Regions from separate parts of the Sus scrofa genome. Here all the other regions are linked to region 1. Evidence: chromatin contacts called from public HiChIP or PLAC-seq and promoter capture Hi-C data. All regions are on one chromosome and are shown on one strand. Each heading gives the region's core, a stretch centred on a gene start, on an enhancer-like site or on the middle of the called end of the contact. The rest is flanking DNA. Distances are from core to core; before and after follow the strand shown. Region 1 holds the start of CNIH4 (protein cornichon homolog 4). Region 2 holds the start of LOC100627222 (zinc finger protein 705A). Region 3 holds the start of KMO (kynurenine 3-monooxygenase).

Evidence for each region. Promoter capture Hi-C pulls out the DNA fragments that hold promoters and counts their contacts. HiChIP or PLAC-seq counts read pairs in DNA pulled down with a chosen protein or histone mark.
Region 2: a contact with region 1 is called in a promoter capture Hi-C map of fetal liver, with 2.3 times the contacts expected there. The contact joins the promoter of LOC100627222 here to the promoter of CNIH4 in region 1. A contact is called at or near these places in 2 of 5 promoter capture datasets (fetal liver and liver), 1 of 47 Hi-C or Micro-C datasets (skeletal muscle) and 1 of 2 datasets of contacts at active chromatin or transcription factors (alveolar macrophages).
Region 3: a contact with region 1 is called in an H3K27ac HiChIP or PLAC-seq map of alveolar macrophages. The contact joins the promoter of KMO here to the promoter of CNIH4 in region 1. A contact is called at or near these places in 1 of 47 Hi-C or Micro-C datasets (heart right ventricle) and 1 of 2 datasets of contacts at active chromatin or transcription factors (alveolar macrophages).

The regions. Positions count from the first base shown.
Region 1 is chr10:12,686,573-12,690,275 of Sscrofa11.1, reverse strand. CNIH4 (protein cornichon homolog 4) reads right to left here and starts at 1,443. Exons shown (of 5, transcript XM_021064385.1): 1 at 1,255-1,443. The coding sequence starts at 1,323.
Region 2 is chr10:12,526,916-12,530,623 of Sscrofa11.1, reverse strand. LOC100627222 (zinc finger protein 705A) reads left to right here and starts at 1,595. Exons shown (of 8, transcript XM_013978242.2): 1 at 1,595-1,679. It also overlaps a transcript of DEGS1 not described here.
Region 3 is chr10:12,441,088-12,444,459 of Sscrofa11.1, reverse strand. It overlaps KMO (kynurenine 3-monooxygenase), which reads right to left and starts at 1,583. Exons shown (of 15, transcript NM_214076.1): 1 at 1,505-1,583. The coding sequence starts at 1,579. The region is part of intron 1 of LOC110255638 (a long non-coding RNA gene); the gene reads left to right.

The DNA.
Region 1 (3,703 bases), core at 194-2,693:
TGCATAGCAAATAACTAAGGAGCCCCGATTCCGAATTCTGTCCTTCCCACTTGGACAGGTTGCCTATCCATAACAAAGCATGAAGCCACACTGAAAACATACTCTGTACCATCAACCTAAAGCCAAAATGCTCTGGCAAACAAAAAGTTTAATTCTGTCAGAAAGGGTCCCTTGCAATTTACAAGGGAAAAAAATTAAAAGCAGATTATCTCATTTTTTTTTTCTAGCTTACACTTGGATTGTGCATTATATCACTGGGCGACAACGAAGCCTAGATGCTCCCTCAAGAATAGGGAAGAGTTTAGTCTCCACATCTTCCAGAGTGCTAACTTCAACGACTATTTACTGCCCTGGAAAATACAGTCTGAATACTGTAGCGTGAACAGCTATACAAAATACGGAAGTTTCAAACATGTACCGATACGGAAAAGAATAAAAGTTGAGAAATGACTGAGAACTAAATCTCGCGTATAGTTACTCAATTCACAGATGTGCAACCGACAGGGGTATCCAAAAAAATCACCTGCAGGTGGTTCTTACAACAAGCCCTTCCCAACAACTGCCTACGAAACGGCGTCGTGAAGAAAACATTTTCACTCGTTTTTGAAATGAATGAGTCAACTCCTGGACGTGAAAGGCCCCTACAAGTTTCAATACCCGAGAGAACAAAGGGGCGGACAGCGCGGGGTGTCGCCCCGAGAATGACAAGAGGCGGCAAATAGCCTCCACCGGGCTCAGCGCGAGACTGTTCACGAGCGACCGCCCCGGGATGTAGGTCGTGGGCCGCCGCTCTCGGGACCCCGGGAATCCCTCGAAGGGCCTGGCCCAGGGGAACTGCAAGAAAATCCGCGACCCTTTTAACTCTCGAGCGCCAAAAAAGGAGGAAAACCGCGACCCCTCTCCCCTGAGAGCAGCAAACCCAGGCCAAGTGCCAGGCCCCCAGGCTGGGCACAGCGCGTCCCGGCGTCTTGGGGACGAGCAGAGGCGGGCAGGCCAGGCCGGGCGCTTCAAGAGGAAGGCCTGCTCAGACCCCCGGGGGAGGGGCGGCCAGCGGCCCAAGCACAGCAGCCGAGGCCCTCCTCCCGCCCAGGCTCACCACATCGGTCACCGCGGGCCGAGCCAGCGCCGGGGGTACCGCGCGGCCGCCTCTTGCACTACCACGCACCTGCCCTGTCCCCCATCCGGACCCAACCCCAGCCCGCCCCTTGGGCGGAGGGCCCTATGCCGGCCTCCGCCTGCCTTAGGCAAGGATACGAAGTACACCGAGAGGAAGATGAGCGCGCAACAGTCGAGGAGCGAGAAAACGAACACCACCGCCTCCATCCTCCTCCTCCTTCTCGGCCGCCGCCGTTGCCGCGCCTCTCCTTCCGTCAAACCCGCTCTGGGGCCCAGAAGCAGCCGGGCCTCGCCCCGCCCCGCCCCTGATAGGCCCTTGCTCCGGCCTGTCGGGGCGAGTAGTTCACCTCCCCGGGGTGCGGCATGCCGGGAGTTGTAGTCCTTTAAAAAAAACTACAGCCATAATTCTGATGCATGCTGGGAAATGTAGTTCTGAAGTTTGAATACCTATCAAAGAAGTGGGTGGGCTTTCTATCCTAAATCTGATTAAGGAGTATTTTCTGAACGCTTGTAATCTTCTGGATGCCCCGTATAATTTCTCTGGTATGCGCTAAGTTTTCTTTTTGTCTTTTTAGGGCTGCACCCACAGAGTATGGAAGTTCCCTGGCTAGGGGTCAATTGGAGTGCTGCTGTGGCCTACACCACAGTCACAGCGAGGCCAGATCCAAGCTCAGTCTGGGACTTACACTGCAGCTCTCGAAACGCAGGATCCTTAACCCACTGAGCCAGGCAGGGATGGAACCAGCATGCTCAGGATACCAGTCGGGTTGGTTTCTGCTGAGCCGCAACAGGAACTCCCTAAATTTTCTTTAGACTACACTCTAGACCTGGGGGATCCCCTGACTTGGGAATGGTAAGAGGTTTTTTTAATCTCAAATTTCACATCTAACTTCAACACTCTTGGCTTGGCAGTTGAGACTTGTCCTTTCTGATCCAGTTTCTCTGGAGATTTCACAATCTCTTGCTTATTCTCTGTTACGACAATGTTTCCACTCTAGAATTTAGCTTCTTTAAAAACTGAATGTGTTGTCATCTATTCACTTAACACTTATTTACCGACTCCACCCCTATTATAGTCCAAGAACTGCTCTAAACTCCAGAGATACAGAGATGAGTAAGGCAGAGAAAATGCTGCTCTTATCCGGTGGGTAGGTGGGAGGATTAGGTAATAAATTAGCAACTAAATATGGAGAAAAGATCATTTCACAGGGTTATAAGCTCTATGAACAATATATCAAAGTCATATATTTATTCAACCAGTATTTTCTGAGCAGCTAGTATATGCCAGGTACTGGAACTTAGAGATAAAGAATGAGTAAAAAAGAAAAAAAAAATCCCTACATTCCTGTAGTTATTTTACAGTGGGGGAGACAGACACATACACACATGCGATCATACATACATCCATCCATAAATATCTGTGACAGGCAGTTATAGTATTTGAAGATGGGGAAGTCTTCTCAGATTGGAGACTGACTGATCAGAGAAGGCCAAGCTGAGGAACTGACATTTAAGTTGAAATCTGAACAATAGCTATGTAAGAGTTTGTGGGCAGAGTGTTTCAGACAGTACAAAGATCCCAGCTGCTCACAGGAACTTTGTGTGTTGAAGGAACAGAAAAAAAGTCAATGTGGCTGAAGTACAATAAATAACAGTGAGTTTTGAGAGAATGTCAGAGGTGGGCAAGGAAAGGTTGCATGGGATCCCTGGCAAGGAGTTTAACTTTTATTCTAATATGATGATAAATTGCTGGGGAGCTTTAGGTATATAAGTACCTTGATCTGATTTCCATTTTAAAAATATCCTTCTGTTTGGTGCACAAAATGTTTCCAAGGGTGACAAGTTTGTCTGCAGGATGACCACTTAGGAGAGAAGAGGATAAATAGGGAGGATAAATTAGTGTGAATGCAAACCAACTGGGTTTGTCCAACACAGCATAGGTTCATGGGATCATAAAGGGTTCATAGGTTAAAGCTAGGTGGACTGCTACCAGATTAGAGACTGGCTGTCATTACACTCCCACTGGACCTTGTACATACCTCTATCAGAGCACTCATTAACTGTCTTCCTTACATGCCTCACCCTCTATGCCTTAAATTAAAATAAAAATAACATTTTGTTAGCTTTTGTATCCCCAGTATCTTCTATCCTGCAAATAGCTGGTGTTTGATAAATGTTTGCCAAATGAATGACCCATACTGACTACAGGAGAGATTTTATCGAAATTAGTCCAGATTTTATTAACATAAACCTTATCTCACATACGTTTCTCTTGAGTTGGAACAGAAAACATAGGCTATCCAATATTCTCTATCTGCTATTTTATCATGAGTGAATAAAAAAAATGGCTCCATAATCAAGGGTTAGAATTACCTAATGAAGATAGCCTTTGTCTCATCTACTTGAAAACTTAAAACATGGTTGCAATGCCAAAACTGTGGAATGCAAAATTTAAGACAGGGAAATAATCAGGATTAAAAAAACAGTTAGTGGAGAGTTTCCACTGTGGCACAGCAGGTTAAGAATCCAGCATTGCTGCAGCTGTACACAGGTCACTGCTGTGGCTTGGATTCAGTCACTGGCCCAG
Region 2 (3,708 bases), core at 346-2,845, 160 kb after region 1:
AGGACAAAACCCATTGCAGTCGTTCCTGTACCCATCGTGGAGTTAGCCGGCCCCCAAGAATAACATCTTCCCTACCGTGCACTGTTGAGGAAAATGCAATTAACTACCAAGTTAACGAGAAGACTTGGTGGAAATTTAATTAAGAAGAAAAAAAGGGAATTTTATTCAAGCAAAACTGAGGATTATAATCTGAGGAAACAGATTCTCAGAAACCTCTGAGGACTGTTCTGCCTGTTGGAGGTCAAAGGCACAGTCCATATACGTTTTTGAGACAAAAGATGGTACGTCAAAATGAGATAATGGAGTTCCCGTTGCAGCTCATCGGGTTAAGAACCCTAAGTAGTGTCCATGAGGATGCGATTCAATCCCTGGCCTCCTGTAGTGGGTTAAGGATCTGGCATTGCTGCAAACTGAGGTGTAGGTGGCAGATGGGGCTTGGATCCAGTGTTACCATGGCTGTGGTGTAGGTCTGCAGCTGCAGCTCTGACTCAATCCCAAGCCCAGGAACTTCCATATGCTGCAGGTGCAGCCATAAAAAGAAAAAAGAGAGAGAGAGAGAGAGATAATGATATTTACGAAGTTTCACCAAGGATACATAGTAAGTACAAAGCAAGTAGAAAGTCACCATGACCCCCTACAGAGCTGTGAAAGAACACTATTTTTTAAGAAGTTAGCAGTTAGCGATTTACCAGAAAGATCAATAAAAACTTAAAAAGCATTGGGGAAAAAAGTTACTGAACCTGATGATTCTGATTGCTAGCATCAGAAGAAGGAAAAAAAAAAAATCATTACAGAAAAAAATGCACAGGCACTCCCATCTTTGAGGAGCTCTGGCTAATGTGCTATGCAGATGCACACTGCACATGAAGTAGGGAGGAGGCCCAAACAGAATTTTATGTTTAATTTTTTCTTGTCCCACCTTAAAATATAAATTTTATTTCATCGGCTTAACAAGTGTCATTGAAGATTTTCTTTAACATTAGGACAGCTGTCAAAATATAGAAAAGGAAAACGTGAAAATACAATGTATTTAGAAATTTATGGGATGCCATCCACGCTTGTCCCCCTGAAGACCCAGATCCTGAGCCCTGGGCTGTGTCTTTGAACAGAAAGGTTCGAGGCAGGGTTTTTGCCTTTCACGTTTTTTCCATCACCAGCACAAGCAATTCCAGTCCTCGCTAAATCAAATAACCCACTCCAAGGGCAGCAACCACAGACGCTGTTCGGGCTCCCTCCAAGGCCCATCTGGTTCCACCAAGGTCCCCCTCCCCGAGCGGGACTAGAGTCTCCAGACGCGAGAAGGGATTTCGACCTCAACAATTTTCAAAATGTTAACAGGGAAACATCTCAGCATTTACAACCAAAGGCCTGGCAACTCCAAGTTCGTACCTTGAGTTGTCCGAAACACTTAACTCGCAGCGCGGAGGATGCGGACGGGGTCCCGCGACTTCCTCAGAATCCAAACGCCCCCAACCTGAGAGACTGGAGGTGTGTCGCGCGGAAGGAGGGGCCGACCTCGGGCGGCGGGGACGGGGCGGGGCAGGCCCGGGCCTTGCCCAGAATACCCGCCCCCTCCAGGCCCGCCCCACGCGCCCCGTGACCTCCTAAGGCCCCGCCCCGCTTTATGCGTAACTTCCTGCCGACCCGGAAGCGGTTTTCGGGAGTGGAGGTCCTCTCTGGTGAGTTTCAGATCCGCGGTCCATGGGCCCATCCCCACCCGCTCCTCCACACCCACGGTCTGGGGGTCCCTGCGGACGTCACAGATCCCGCTCTGGCCCCTCGCACCTGCGATCTCAGGGTCGCCCTGAGATCGGGATGTCGGGCGCTCCGCCGAAGGGTCTGAGTCCGCATCCACCGCCAGTCAAAATCGCCCCGAGGCCGACCCCGTCCGGGCCTTTCTGCCTTCCTTCTCTTCCCCGTCTCCCCGCGCCCCGACTCGCGACGTGGACTCTCGCCCTCCGCGCCCCGCATCGCCCCTCTCGGCCCCTCAGGGCAGCCCCGGAACGCCGCGCCCTCCCCTGTCCATCCTGGGCCTCCTTCGGCCGGGACCTGCCTCTCGCTCCCCTTCCCGGTCACCGCCTCAGAAAGGTCCTTGAGCCCTGGGCTGGAGGTGAGGTTTCAGTCCTGACAGTGACGCGCCGTGTGCTTCCGTCCCAAGCCCTCTCTGCTGGCGGTGCCAGGAGTGTGTTCACATTCCCGGTAGCTCACGGGAAAGTGTGCTCTTTGTTCCATCCCTGCGAATGTAGAGTGGGCAGGGACGTGGAGGAAGGGATAACGAGCGAGAGCCGGGGAGACCGCGAGTAAGGGAGCGTGAGGACTTGTAAAGTAGGAGGTCCTGCTTTGGTGCCGCTGGATCGGTGGCGTCTCAGCAAGTTAGGTAGAGGTGGGAGGAAGGTGGGTGCAATGGAATTGGAAGGACAGCGTACAGGTGCAAAGAAATTGACCTGGGCAAGATGCAGTAGGGTTCGTGAAAATAAACCAAAAGGAGACCAACAGGGAGATGGCAAAGGACAGACTGGATGAGGGGATTTTCACCAACAGAAGCAGTAGGGGAAAATAGAAAGGTAGATTCCAAAGTCATTAGATTTTTTTTTTTTAGTTTCCCAGTTACTTTCCTTTTTGGTTGTTGTCATTGTTGTTGTTGTAGGGCCGCACCCGGGCATATGGAGGTTCCCAGGGTCACATCGGAGCTGTAGCGGCTGGCCTACACCACAGCCACAGCAACCCCAGACCCCATCCGTGTCTGCGACCTACGCCACAGATCAAGGCAACATCCTTAACCCACTGAGCGAGGCCAGGGATTGAACCTGTGTCCTCATGGATTTGTTTGTCAGATTTGTTTCTGCTGAGCCACAATGGGAACTCTGTCCTTTTTAAATGTATCGTGTCAAATTCAGATCATGAGCCATCAGTGCTTATCCTGTCTATTGTATACTTAAAGTATTCTTTAGCACTTAGTAAATAAGTTTTACACTATTTCAATGTGCAGTTGGTGGGGACACTGATGATTTTTGTCTTAACAGTCAAAACCAGGTAGTTTAATCCGGTAGTCTAATATTCAACAGCATTCTTTCTTCTGTATGTAATTTTTTTTTGTGTTTTGACTGTACCCATGGCATGTGGAAGTTCTCGGGCCAGAGATGGAACCTGTGCCACAGCAGCAACCATAACCACAGCAGTGAAAACCTAGGATCCTTAATCTGCTGAGCCACTAGGGAACTACTGTATGTGATTTGAAAAAATTTACTGGGCTGTGAGCTAGTTTCTGAGTATATGATCTCTTCAAATACCCTTTGGGTTTTTTTGTTTTGTTTTGTTTTTTTACGAATAAGGATAGGCTGGATACTTCCAGAACTTTCTTCAAATAAATCTCATCTGTTCATGATGAATACAAGTCAGAGGTCTAACTTGCAGTTTTGCTAGTCATGATAACCAGGTGTTCTTAATGTTACACTTTTTCAATATATTTGTGTAAATGTTTATTTTAATATGTATTATGGAAAAGAAAAGTTAAATGCATTTATTAAATGTGATTAAAACCATGAAGAAGAACTTGCCCTTGCTCAGGAGCATGAAATATGATTGGAATCTTTAGGGGCAGGGGTGAGAAATGGCAGGCCTTGCCACTATCCATTCCAGACCACCCCGTGCCTGTGAGGCCAGTAGCAGTTACTTGCTCCTGTTCACGCCTCTGCCTGCCCCCGCCTC
Region 3 (3,372 bases), core at 334-2,833, 250 kb after region 1:
TTAATTAAAGTTGATTTATATTTTCTTATACTGTCTTCCTGCCATAACGCTTAAAGATGTACATTAGTCTAAAAACAAGATTTGTAAATACCAGATTTTTGTGTCTGTAACCTCTTCAGCTTGTGGAAATTGGCTGGCCATAAAATGGTTTTTGCTGAGTCTCCTCTTTCCCACAAGATATGCTGCACCTGTTTGTCCTTGAATTGTACTCATTAAATTTTGTTAAAGATTTGAGAATGTAATGTATTGCTACTGCACCATGTGATCAAAAACAAAGCCTAATAGTTAACCAAAGTACTTTTAACACTATGATGTAATCTGTAATAAAAAACTGTCTATATAATCAACCACTTATGCTCCTAAAATTTGAGCAGTCCAGTGCCCTGAAAGAAGGGACAAAGAGGCTGTCTCCGTACTTACATTTGCCGATGCCATGTGCCTCTCCTATTGGGAAAAAGTGTACACTCCCTGGCCGCCGGAGCTGGCCTCCAACAAATAATCAAAGCAGGGCAAGTGCTTTGGTTAAAATGACTATTTACAATAACATCTGTTTTTAAAACATAGCCAGTTTGGGGATTAATCAAATTTATTTGTTTTATTTTCTATCTTTAAAAATGCTATACCCCCCAACCAAGGGAAAACAGACACCTTTGTATTTAGTGAAAATAAAATAGCTCTTCTAGAAAAAAGCAAACTGAACCAATACCACATATTTAAATATCAGAAAAGTTCCAGGAGTTCCTCTCGTGGTTCAGTGGTTAATGAATCCGACCAGGAACCATGAGGTTTCAGGTTTGATCCCCGGCATTGCCATGAGCTATGGAGTAGGTCACAGGCACAACTCGGATCCCGCGTGGCTGTGGCTCTGGCATAGGCCGGTGGCTACAGCTCCAATTAGACCCCTAGCCTGGGAACCTGCATATGCCGCAGTAGTGGCCTTAGAAAAGGCAAAAAGACAAAAAAAAAAAAAAATTCCAAAAGAGAATGAACAATCCTTACAAATGATTAATAACAATCATTAAGACAAGTGAAACAGTGAGGAAGATTAAGAGGTACAAACTTCCACTTACAAAATAAGTGAGTCACAGGATGAAATCTGCAGCATAGAGAATACAGTCAAGAATAATGGCCATGTGTATGGTCAAAAAATACAAATTTCAGTTATAATGTAAATAAACACCATCTACATGTAATCCACATGATAAATAAAATGAACACTGCTATATGTTACATATGAGAGTTGTTAAAAGAATCGATCCTGAGAGTTCTCATTACAAGAAAAAAATATTTTGTTCTTTATTTTTTATCTATACGAGATGAGGAATGCTCACTAAACTTACTGTGAACACGTAAGTCAAATATTATGTGGTACACATTACACTTTGACAATGCTCAATAAAACTGGAAGGAAAAAAATTAAATATGTTGATCTCTGATAAACAAAGAGTAGCGATAATTAAGAGGGTACCACTAACAAGAATAATATATCCAAATCGATTCTTACCAAGCCACCACCAATGACAGCTATGCTTGTCCTCTGAATGTCAGATGAATCCATCACCGCCGAGGTGTTTTTCATAATTGTTGCAGCACTTGCCAAGAAGACTGCCTCCTGCACACTGATTTCCCAGGTCTTTAATCTGCCCAAAGCCCTGCGCTTGTGAGCCAGCAGCAGTGTTTGAGCAGGGCTAATTTAATTTAACCCGTGAGTAGCCCAAAGGACAGTTAGCTCAGCTTTAGAGAAAAAAAAGGGCATTCACTGCAATGACCAAATCTTGAAAAATCCAGCCAAGTAAAACTCACTGTCTTATGTGTAAGACAGGAGTTTCTAAAGTACAGTTTTACAGCTTTTTTCTTCCTCTTCTATACCATGTACTCTTACTTTCATTTTCATCCTTGGCTAACCAGGACCTCATCTCATGACCCAGAGGATGCTATACTTCTTTTCACACTTGATCTGTTGATGATTCTCGTTATTAAGGCCATTTAGGAATTGCACCTCAACAGTCCTCACTGATTGCCTTTAACAGACTCACCACGGGAAAATATTCTCCTGAGCAAGATTTTGAATTGTATAACTGATAACACTTCCCTTTTTTGGGGGGGTGGGCACAAAATGCTGAAACATTAAAATCTAATCTGTGCCTTAACACTAGGGAAGATGGTTAATATTATGCTTCTTTTAAATTCATTCATGGCTTCATATTACCTCTCCACGTCTTTGTCTTCTTTCATTCCAATTTAAATATATATTTTTAATTTTTTGCACATATTTGTGAATCCAGGGTTTTCTTTTTTAATGGAACAGGATATGCAAAATAAAAGTGAGAACCTAAATGAAGGAGCTTCTTCACTTCCTGGTGAGAGTAGGGAGAAAGGTTTTCCCTGGTGAGGAAATAAAGTTAGGCTAGATGTCACTCAATAGTGCCCCCTTGTGAGTAAGTATGGTTAGAGCTGGTGGAAAACATGCTTATTAGGTGGTTTTTTTTTTTTTATTTTTTATTTTTTTGCTTTTTAGGGCCACACTCAGAGCATAACGAAGTTACCAGGCTAGGGGTTGAATCAGAGCTGCAGCTGCCAGCCTACACCACAGCCATGGTGACGCCAGGTCTCAGCCTCATTTTCAACTACACCACAGCTCACAGCAACACTGGATCCTTAACCCACTGACTGAGGCCAGGGATCAAAACTGCATCCTCATGGGTACCAGTCGGATTTGTTACTGCTGAGCCACAACGGGAACTCTCTCTTTGACTCTTTTTATTATAAATGAATTCATGCTGGTTTTTTTTTTTTTTTCACTTTGCTTCTATTTCTCAATATTATGCTTCTTAAGATCCATCTGTATTATTGCAGGGAGTTCTAGTTCACTCATTTCCATTGATCCACTCCTCTGCTGATGGACATTTCTATGTTTCCTTCTTCTTTTTCTTTTTTAGCTGCACCTGCAGAATATGGAGTTCCCAGGCCAAAGATCAGTTCCCAGCCGCAGTTGTGACCTAGGCCGCAGCTGCAGCAATGCTGGATCCTTTAAGCCACTGTGCCAGGCCAGGGATCAAGCCTTGGTCCTGCTGCTACAGAGATGCTGCCAAGCCCCTCTGCCACAGCGGGAACTCCTCCAGTTTTTTACTATTTTGAATAATGTTGCTGCTATGACCAACATTATGTAAACAACAAGGATCCACTGTATAGCACAAGGAATTACATTCAATATTCTCTGATATTTTAATATATTTATATATGTAAAATATATGTAACATTAAATATATATACACAATTATTGTTTATATACATAAATATGACATTCTTTTTCATTATTGTTGATTATGTAACTGAATTATATATATTATAACTGAACCACAGTACTGTATC